Regions from separate parts of the Sus scrofa genome. Here all the other regions are linked to region 1. A link is a contact called in public targeted proximity ligation data. All regions are on one chromosome and are shown on one strand. The core of a region is the stretch at or near the end of the contact, and the rest is flanking DNA. Distances in the headings are between cores, read along the strand shown.

Region 1 (3,294 bases), core at 785-3,284:
GGGCTCACGGACTTGGTTTGATAAGACTGCACCATGGCTGGGTTTTCAGTTAATGAAAATGTTAGTTTTTCCAGAAAGCTCTGGCACAGGCCCAAATTATTCCAAGTTAAATGAGTGTTTGGCACATGGAGGATCCTTGGACTAAGAGCCATGTTGAACAGAGTGATTTTAGGCCAGACGTGGGCAGTATTCAGTCTGTTACCCCGCCAGGCCTGTTTTCCTGACGCACAAGCAAAGCCAAACCCAAGCAAGCAAGCGGCCCAGATTTGCTGCAGAGAAAGAGTTTCTTCAGACGGCAGTCGAGGGAGGAACCAATCTCGGATCCGCCTCCCGGAACTGAGAGGGCTGAGATGTTTATGAGACAGGCAGAATGGGTCCAGGCCTGGGCGCCAGTGATTTAAGGCAGGGAAAAGGTGAGGTTGTCGGCGTCCCGCGCAGGTGCATCTCGGTTCGGCCTTCCTCTGTGTTGAGAGTGGAGGCACTTAGCCTGATGGGAAGGCGGAGCTTCCCAGCCTCTGACGTCAGGCGGCCCCGCCCGGACACCTGCGCGGCCCAGTTTTAGGGGGGGTGGTCTCGACCAGCCCCAGCTGTTTCGCCCTGGGCCAGAGCCGACTGCGAGTTCCTGCAGAACAGCGAGGCTGCGTGAAGCTGGGAAGGTATGCAAGTAAAGAGAGGAAAAACAAAAAACCAAAAACCCAAGTGAGCTTAAGTAGTGAAGGTAGTTTACAAGCCGAAGGTTATTTTTTAACAAGACTTCTCTTATCTGTTGTTCTGTAAATCAAACTCATGCAGATCTCTTTGTTAACAGGTTCCGTTAAGTCTGTAGGGCATGGTTTCAAGTCTTTTCCCAATCTAGTTTCCCAGCTTCCTTTTTCTCCTGCATTTCTGTTTTATGGACCTGAATACTTTGGGTCTGGGAGGGAAATTTACCACATAGAGGCTAAGAGGTGGAGGAACTTTGTTAATGAAGCAGTACCATCTATTTTCTGCTGCAAAAATTGGAGAATTACCTTAGTTCCGTGTAATTGGACCATGGTTCTTAGAAACTTGAAAATACAGAGTTTGGAAAATTCCAGGAAAAAAATTCAGATGAGGTCCAACTTGTAAGCTAGATTCATGTGAAGTAACAGTTTTGACGAGAATTGAGTGCCTCCTCTATATGTGTGTGTATAAATATAAATATATATATATATATATTTTTTTTTTTTTGTCTTTTTTGCCATTTCTTGGGCTGCTCCGACGGCATATGGAGGTTCCCAAGCTAGGGGTCGAATTGGAGCTGTAGCCGCCGGCCTACAGCACAGCCACAGCAACGCGGGATCCGAGCCGCGTCTGCAACCTACATCACAGCTCAGGGCAACGCCGGATCCTTAACCCAGTGAGCAAGGCCAGGGATCGAGGCTGCAACCTCATGGTTCCTAGTTGGTTCCTGAGTCCTGATGGGAACTTTTTTTCCCCTCTATATTTTAATGCTTCTCCTTAACATAAGAAGTTGGTGGTACACAGCACAGTTTGGGGTTTGGGAGAATCCAGGTGGATGGAAGTGGAAAGAAGAAGCATGTTAGAAATTGATGGAGAAGGTGGTGACAGATAGTGACTAAGGATTCAGAATATTTCAGATAGGATATTTAAACTTTTACGTAAAAGAACAAAGAAAAAAGTAAACCTACTTTTCACTGATGGGAAAGTGGGCAGATAAAGGTATTTATAATCCTGGAAACAAACTTGAGTGGTTACTTTGGTTTCTAGAATCTCTTTATTTTTATTTTAGTCACAGTAAGGAACATCTTGTTGGACTATTCTTGTTTTGCACGGAGATTTGAATTTATTATATGAATCAAGTTAGAATGGAAAAGATTCAGAATTAATTAGTGAGCAAGTAACACGTCCACAGAAATAGAAACAAAACAGCGTTTGCCTGTGATGCCTCCTAAGGGGCGAGGTAACCCAATAGGCAGTTCACATCCAGGGCAGTTGCTTTTCCTGGAAACACAGTTGCAGGGGAGGAAGCCAGGAAGGGTGGCAGCTGAGTCATATGCAGAGCCCAGCTCACAATCCACCGCCCTGAACCTCTCCAGGTCGACGGTGCCCCGCGGGCTTCAGAAAAGCGGCGTCTGACTTTGTAATGGGAACAGAAGCATGAATTAGAACTAACACGAATCATAACTAACGAGAGCTCAGACTTTTTTGATTTGTCCTGCTGTGATGTCAGAGACTGGACAGATGGAGGAAGCCAGCTCATCACCTGCATTGTTCTTTTCTTCCTTCTTTCTTTCCTTCCTTCCCTTCCCCTTTTTCTTTCTCTTTCCTTTTCTGTCTTCCTCCCTCCCTCCCGACCCTTCCCCACACTTTCTTTCTTTTTTGGAGCTTAGGCAGCATCAGAAGCAAGGCCGGTTATAGAGCTCATTTTCCTCCCTCACTGGGTAGGTGGGTTACCATGATCTAGTGAAGTCGAATCTTTTGGATTTTGAGTTTAGCCAGGTATGACCCCCCCCCTCGGTGCCCTGGTGCCTCTTCCCCCTCTCTGAGGTCAGGATGGTCTCATCTCACAATAGGCTTGGGAGGAGGATTAGATGAAATAGTGCACGTGCATTGCAGTCTGTTACAGAGTGTGTGGCAATGCTGCTGCTGCTGGTAGTAATAAAATAACAGTAATAAGCAACATGGACACTATTAATATTAGGAATATTATGACTGCGCCCTAATTTTCACAATGTTAAGCTTCAAATGGTATTTTGAAACTTACCAGTCCTCTTCTTATTTCAGGAATATAAGTTGGCCCTTTTACAGTGCTATGGGAGGTACCTTCAGCAGTTCACCGTCAACTTTGATGAGCATAAAGCAGACGTGAACGAATTCAAAGCTGTATTTTTTCCAAAAGGCCTTGGAGACAAAACCGCTGCACAAACAGTAAGATGAAAGCAGTAGCTAGACTAGCTACCACTGATGATCAGCTCTGCAATAGTATATCCTTTAGTTGACAGCTTCTCAATGTCTTTCATTTGCTTAGCATGGCGTTTACCTGTGTGTTCTAAGTTGCTTAATAAATATTTTCTGTGCTGGATGAGAAAGCGCGCTTTTAAATTTGTAAAGATGCTTTGGGGATTGTGTCATTGGAATCCCTTCTTCATCCAGTAGACAGTTATTATTATTATAATTACATATTGGTCTAATACTTTTAGTTCACAACGTGCTTTAGAAAACATATCGGATCCTCACAATAATTCTGTGAGTTAGATACTATTATTATCTCTATTTCACAAGAGAGAAAAGAGAAAGCTAATCACATAGCAT
Region 2 (3,122 bases), core at 594-3,093, 200 kb before region 1:
AAGTTCTAGAAGAGCTGCTAAAGAACGAGGAGGTTGGAATTGTGTGCTGCTCAGGACATTTCAAGCGAAGTAGGAGGGTTCACGTGAAACTAGGCTATGGGGGAACCTAGAATTTTGGTTGAGGAGGTCATACTTTTTTTTTCCTTTCCTGAAACTGAGAAGCATAATGTCTTAAGGTGATTGATTCAGTGGCAGTGCTCAGAACAGGTTGCAAGGGAGAGGTCAGAGGCAGCTGGACTGTGGTAGGTGGCAGCTGTCACATGCCACCTGCAAGACTGGAAATGAGGGGATAGAGTCATTTCAAGGAAGGATCCCCGGGCCACACCCAGAGATTGTGGGAAGGGGGCAAGGGGAGAAGGCATTTGCATCTCAGTGACTGGGACGCTGGGTTGTACTCCGGCTGTGAGGGCAGGGGTAGTGTCTTGTTTTATCATTGTGTCTCTGGCACCTAACACGTGTTATGTACTCAGTATCTGTTGGGTGGATAGATAAATGGTGGTACTGTTGATAGAAATAGATGAGTCCTAAGAAACACTGGATTTGGAAAGGTGGCGAGTTTGTACCATTGGGCTGAGGGGAAAGCAGCAAAGTCTCCTTTGAGGAGGTGGAATTTTGATGGTCAGAGGGCATCCAGCAAGGGCATGTCTGTATGTTCGCTCACCAGGTTTAGTGCAAATGTTGGGCTCTCTAGAAGCCTCAGTAATTGAGTGACAGAAGAACGTGGGGCGGACAAAATTGAGGTCCTGATGGGGTCTTTTCCCTTGAAAATGAATTGTCCTTGGGCCCTAGGGCGTCTCCTTCCCTGGCAGGTGGCAGGATCAGGAAGTCCTTATCTGCCCCTCAGAGGAGCCCATTTGCGAAGACATTCTTGAGTGAAAGAAGAGGGAGCATTTGGTTTGCTGGTGGCCTCTTTAACCTCTGGCCTTGGGCTTAGCCTTCCTTCCGTGACTCAAGTGGCTCGTCTGAGGCTCTGAAAGCTCACAAGAAACCAGAGATAACCCAGGCCAACCTTTATAGGAACTTCCCTTAAAAGAGCAGCCAACCAGTTTTTTCTCGACAGCCACGGGATCTTCAGGCAGAACAGGGATGGGGGAAAGGAATGAAGGAAATCATTTCACAGCATTTATTTGCGTATATTATAGAAGACGTTTCAAACATACTAAACATGAGAAACAGAAGGCCACTGTATCCCTTAGAAATAAATGTGCAAGCATCTCAAATCCAGACATGGGTGTGTATTTTAGACTCTGAAACGATATTCCACACCTCATATGTTGCTCAGAGGATTAAAGCAGAAAGGCTGCCTGTTTGTGGCTGTGGATGAGAAAAAGTGATGTTTTGGAGTTTAAAGGATTCACGGGCGCACTGGAGCCACAAGACCTTCCTGGGCAGATAAACCAGGTCGTGATGCGCTGGTTCGTACGTGTTAACGCGGCAGACATACCGAGGTTGGAACCTGGCCTCAGAGTTCATCCTCTCAGATCGCCTGAGCTGTGTCCTTGAACCTGACGTGACTGAGAGGAACCTTAAAATACTGGCTGACTAGGCAGGCGTGTCTGTTTTGGGACATGAGGGGCTTTTCCACACGCAGGTGCAATACACTCAGTCAGGTACACTTTCAATTCATTGCTAACGAGGACGGTCTTGAACACTTGCGAGGCAGTTGCCGTGTGCTAGACGCACGTTCAGAGCTTTGCACACGTCGTTGACCCTTCCTGACAAACCCGTCATGTAAAGAATGGGGGCATTTCCCCCCATTTTGCAGATGAGGAATCTGAGGCATATCAGTTGTACCTCGCTAGTAAGTAGCGGTTCTGAGACTGGCACCCTGGCAGAGCCCACGTAAAACCACTGAAGCCTTAACCGGTAAGCCAGATGGCCTGGCGTGCTTGTGACACTGCCTTGGATGAGAACAAATGGGAAATTCATCCAAAATACGTATGTATCCTTGTAACCTCATAGGTCATTAAGTATGCAGGAAGTGCCGTGGAACCAAAGATTCACGTAATTTGGCATAAATTAGTTTACTTTTCAGCAGCTTCAGTTTAAGAATCTTTGGGAGTTTATCTCCTTTCTGCTGAATAGAGACCTTTCCACTTAGTTTAAGCCGAATGTCCTGGGTAATTAATGAAGCTGCGAAGGCCAATTCTAGGAAAAGATGCTAACTTCAGCATCTAGCATGATGCAATCTGAAAAGCTGGAGTCCTTGCTGTGCTGCTTCTTACATGGAGCACCTCACTACCACCACAAAACCACTGAGGGGCGCCCTCTAGTCACCAAAGGTGCAAAATCACCCTGGATGAGGGCGTTTGCCTCTGCCGAGAATAAAAGCAGACTTCGCAGCTGGGGTGGGTTGTTTCTTCTACACACTAGCTGGCTAGCTGGGGTGCAGGCCAGGACTCCTGCTGTGTGTGTGCCAGCAAATACAATCCTTGGCTCTCTCCTGGGAGACCCAGAGTTTCGGCTTTACACCCAGTCTGACAAAGGATTTTTTTTCCCCTCTCCAAACCATTGCCAGGGAGATGAATTCTCATCAGGCGCATATCTGGAGTGGAATCTGGAAAACCCAGTTCAGAGCTTTTGATGAAACTGCTACAGGGTATTTTAGCTGCAGTTCCTAATGTATTAAAGGGCTGTTATTGATAGAGAAAATGAAGCTTGAGAGGCCCTTTAAAAAATGTGTGTCTCTGTGTATAGCCCAAATAATGGCAGTCCACTGTAGAAAACTAAGAAAACACAGGCAAAAAAAAAAAAAGGAAGCCCTTTCGTGGGATCCCATTTGCTACTCCACTAAATCTTGTTTAATGTGTGAGGAGGAGCAAATTCAAGAAAGTATCTGGACAAAAGTTGCTACAGACTTGAGTTTTCTACCGTGCTTAAGGAAGTTAATTTTCCATACTTTCTTCCTTTATAAAAAAAGAAATTCAACTGCATACAGCCCTGTAGAAATAATATGTCAGATTTTCCCCAAATGGAGAGGCTTGTTTCTTGGTTCATGGCTAATGCCCCTGGCCACAGCTGGAGTCAGGTGACGCCTGTATCAAAAACCATGTGTGTGCTTTCTTTCCCAGACACCAAATGGATTGCTTCTGACCCCGAGTCCACTGCTGTCCAGCATACAT
Region 3 (3,098 bases), core at 392-2,891, 220 kb before region 1:
CCTTGAGTGTTGAAAGAGAGCCAGGGGGAGATAGAACTCCGGGTCCAACGAGAGGCAGCCCGTGGGTCCGGAGCGGGTGAGAACATGCCCTTGACGTGCAGAATGGGCCTCCCGGCTGGGGTGGGCACCCCCAGGGCAGCAGACCTCCTCCTCCTCGGGCAGCAGGGCCAGGAGGCCTCCCATTCCAGGCCAGGAGAATTTGGAGAGGCTCCTCCCATGCAGCTTAGCAGCGCCAGAGGATAAAGCGCTCTCAACCCAAACCGCAAGGAAACCTCCCCCGGGAGGCAGCCAGTTCCAAGACAGAGTTGGAACTGGTTACTGGCAGCACGTTATTCTTAGAAGTCCTGCGTGGGGGTGGGTGTGCGCGCGCGTGTGCGAAGGTCCGTGCTCCGAGCTCCAGCCCTGCGCCCAGGACCAGGCTGTCCCGAGCTCAGGGCGGAGACGCCGCCCTGGGAAGGGAAGGGCTGGGCCTTTAAGAGAGAGGAGGCTGTTTCCTAGGAATTACATTCCCAGGGCTGCTGTAACAGATTCGCACACGCTTTGGTAGCTCCAAACAGTGCAAGTTTCTCCTCGCAAGGGTCTGGGGGCCAGAAGGCTGACGTCAAGGTGTCAGCAGGGCTGCGCTCCCGCTGAAGGCTCTAGGGGCACATCCTTCTTTGCCTTTTCCAGCCTCGGGGGGCTCCCAGAAATCCTTGGTTCCCTGGCTTGCAGCGGCATCACTCCTCTCTGCCCTGTCTTCTCACGGCCTTCTTCCTTGTGTGTGGCTCTGGGTGGTTCCTTTTCTTGTAGGAACACAGGTCCCTGCATTTAGTGCCCACCCTGACTCCAGTGTATTCCACCCTGACATCCTTAGCCTGTGACATGTGCAGAGACCCCATTTCCAAATAAGGTGTCATTCTGGAGTTCCCCTTGTGGCTCAGCAGAAACAAACCCGACTAGTATCTGTGAGGTTCTGGGTTTGATCCCTGGCCTTGCTCAGTGGGTTGGGGATCTGGCGTTGCTGTGAGCTGTGGTGTAGGTGGCAGACACGGCTTGGATCCCACATTGCTGTGGCTGTGGTGTAGGCCGGCAGCTGCTGCTCTGATTCGACCCTTAGCCTGGGAACTTCCATATGCCATGGGTGCAGCCCTCAAAGGGAAAAAATAAAATAAAAATTTAAAAAGTCTCATCCTGGGGTTCTGTCTGGAGGTGACTTTGGGGTGGGCGGGAGGGAAGCACCATTCAGCTCACCGCGGAGCCCAAGGACTGCCCCAGTTACAGGCAGCTCAGGTGCGTGGGTCGCAGGAGCCCTTTCAGCACTGCTCTGGCGGGCAGCTGGTGCCAGGTGGGCCTGCCCACACCCAGTTCCTGGCCGAGGCCAGTACAGACAGCCAGTGGCTGGGTCCCCTTGCCTTCAGATGGCAGGGAGCGAGAGGAAGCAGGGTCTGCCATGCGCGTCCATGCAGCCGTCAGACACTGCAAGGGTGAGGTTGGGCTGATCCACTTCCATTGCTACTCCTCAGAGCCTAGCCAGGTGCTCTGCTTTCCCTGTGGCTGCAGCTTCTGTCTTTGTTGCAAGAACGTGTGCTCGTTCCAGAGGAGGCACTCTGAGCCTGACTCCGCCAGGGAGTACGTGTTCTAACTTTGCAGAGAGGACAGTCGGGTTCTGTGTCGGGAAAGTGTGAGTCAGTCCGTGGTCTGGATGGGAACCCAATGCCCGGAACTGAAGACAGGATGTTGGCTGTGACGCCGGGCGCCTGGAGACACTCCTCGGCCACTGACTGGGCTGGGAATCCAGCACGGAGCCCCGGACCCCTCATCCGTGCAGCGGGTTCCAAAGCCTTGTGATGCTTGCTCGAGATACTGTATACGCCTTCTGTAATTTATAAAGCGAGGGACCCATATAAGGAGCGCAGAATCCGATGAGAAGACAGTGTGATATAATGAAGATGCTATTTAGTTAGATCATCGCCTGCTGGGTGAAATTCCTCCTGGTGAGAGTTCATGTTTCGAGGTCTGCTCTGAGCGAGGCACATACATTGCTCTTTTAGAGAAAACTGGCCTCTAAGATCGTTTTATGCCCCTTTTAGGAATAAGCCAAACATCTCATTTGGGGAAAGCCAGTGTGTCTTACATCTTCGTGCTTCTCGTTACCTTCTTGGTGTATTTTGCAAAGATACCACCACCCTTTATCATGTTTCTAAGATGGTTTAAAATGTATTTTCTTGAAGTCATGTGGACATGGCGATGCTGTTGGAGACGAGCAGTGTTTTATATTAAACGTGTTTTCTGAATTGAGGGCAGCACACTGAGGCCTGCAGAAGTTCAGGACGTATTCAAGGTCATAGTCAGTAGCGACGGAGGCTGGGATTCAAACCCAGGTCAGTTTGTCCCAGGGCTGGTTGCACTTTGCATCCGGCCCATCAAGGCTCTGGGCCTGTCCCCTCATGGGAGCAGCTGTGCTCAGGCCTGTGGATGCTCGGAGGAGCCGGCGTCTCTCTTCACCTCCGAGCCCTTCTGATGCTCAGCTGGGGCCATAGCCAGGCCGTGGAGGTGGCCATCAGCTTCTCGCTGCTTTCCTGTCACTCTTGGGTGTCACCCACTTAGAGGTGGCCTTCCGATGTCCATCCCGCTCTGGCGGGACCACCAGGTCCCCGGTGCCTCGTGCAGGGTGTCCCATCAAGGCAGGCGTCTTCACTCCCTGCAGCTGGGCAGAGGCAGTTCTATTTGCAGTTAGGGAACAGCCTCGGGAGGCACTAGAAAGGCCGGTGCTTCCTGAACGTGGAGCTGGCTTTCCCAGCCTTGCCGCAGTGACCCCACAATTACTCTGGAATGCAGAGCCCGTGGTCCTGGCAGGCTGACTTAAGCATTAGCCGCTGAGCCAACGGCAGCTGCTTTCTGGGAGAGGGTGTGGCAGTGCAACAGAGAAAGCTTCAGTCTTGGCTCTGGATAGACTTGGGTTCAAACTTCAGCTCCTCCAGTTACAGGCTGCAGGATCTCGGGCTCCTAAACTTTCTAGAGCCTGCCTGCTGCTTCCTCTTGATTTGACCAGCAATACATATGAAACATAACTTTTTAAATGTGAAAATGCAGATAAGCAAAAAAAAAAAAAAATGCGG

Evidence for each region.
Region 2: a contact with region 1 is called in a targeted proximity ligation map of skeletal muscle, with 2.9 times the contacts expected there. A contact is called at or near these places in 1 of 5 promoter capture datasets (liver), 9 of 47 Hi-C or Micro-C datasets (alveolar macrophages, brain, embryonic fibroblasts and 4 more) and 2 of 2 datasets of targeted methods (alveolar macrophages and skeletal muscle).
Region 3: a targeted proximity ligation map of skeletal muscle shows a contact between it and region 1. A contact is called at or near these places in 5 of 47 Hi-C or Micro-C datasets (embryonic fibroblasts, fibroblasts, liver and 2 more) and 1 of 2 datasets of targeted methods (skeletal muscle).

What each region holds. Positions count from the first base shown.
Region 1 is chr5:87,088,996-87,092,289 of Sscrofa11.1, reverse strand. It overlaps CFAP54 (cilia- and flagella-associated protein 54), which reads left to right. Exons shown (of 68, transcript XM_021092730.1): 3 at 2,767-2,910. Among named protein-coding and RNA genes, the nearest start is that of CFAP54, 12 kb to the left of the region's middle.
Region 2 is chr5:87,293,157-87,296,278 of Sscrofa11.1, reverse strand. ELK3 (ETS domain-containing protein Elk-3) reads left to right here. Exons shown (of 5, transcript XM_021092733.1): 4 at 3,072-3,122. Among named protein-coding and RNA genes, the nearest start is that of ELK3, 60 kb to the left of the region's middle.
Region 3 is chr5:87,313,059-87,316,156 of Sscrofa11.1, reverse strand. All of the region lies in intron 2 of ELK3 (ETS domain-containing protein Elk-3), which reads left to right. Among named protein-coding and RNA genes, the nearest start is that of ELK3, 41 kb to the left of the region's middle.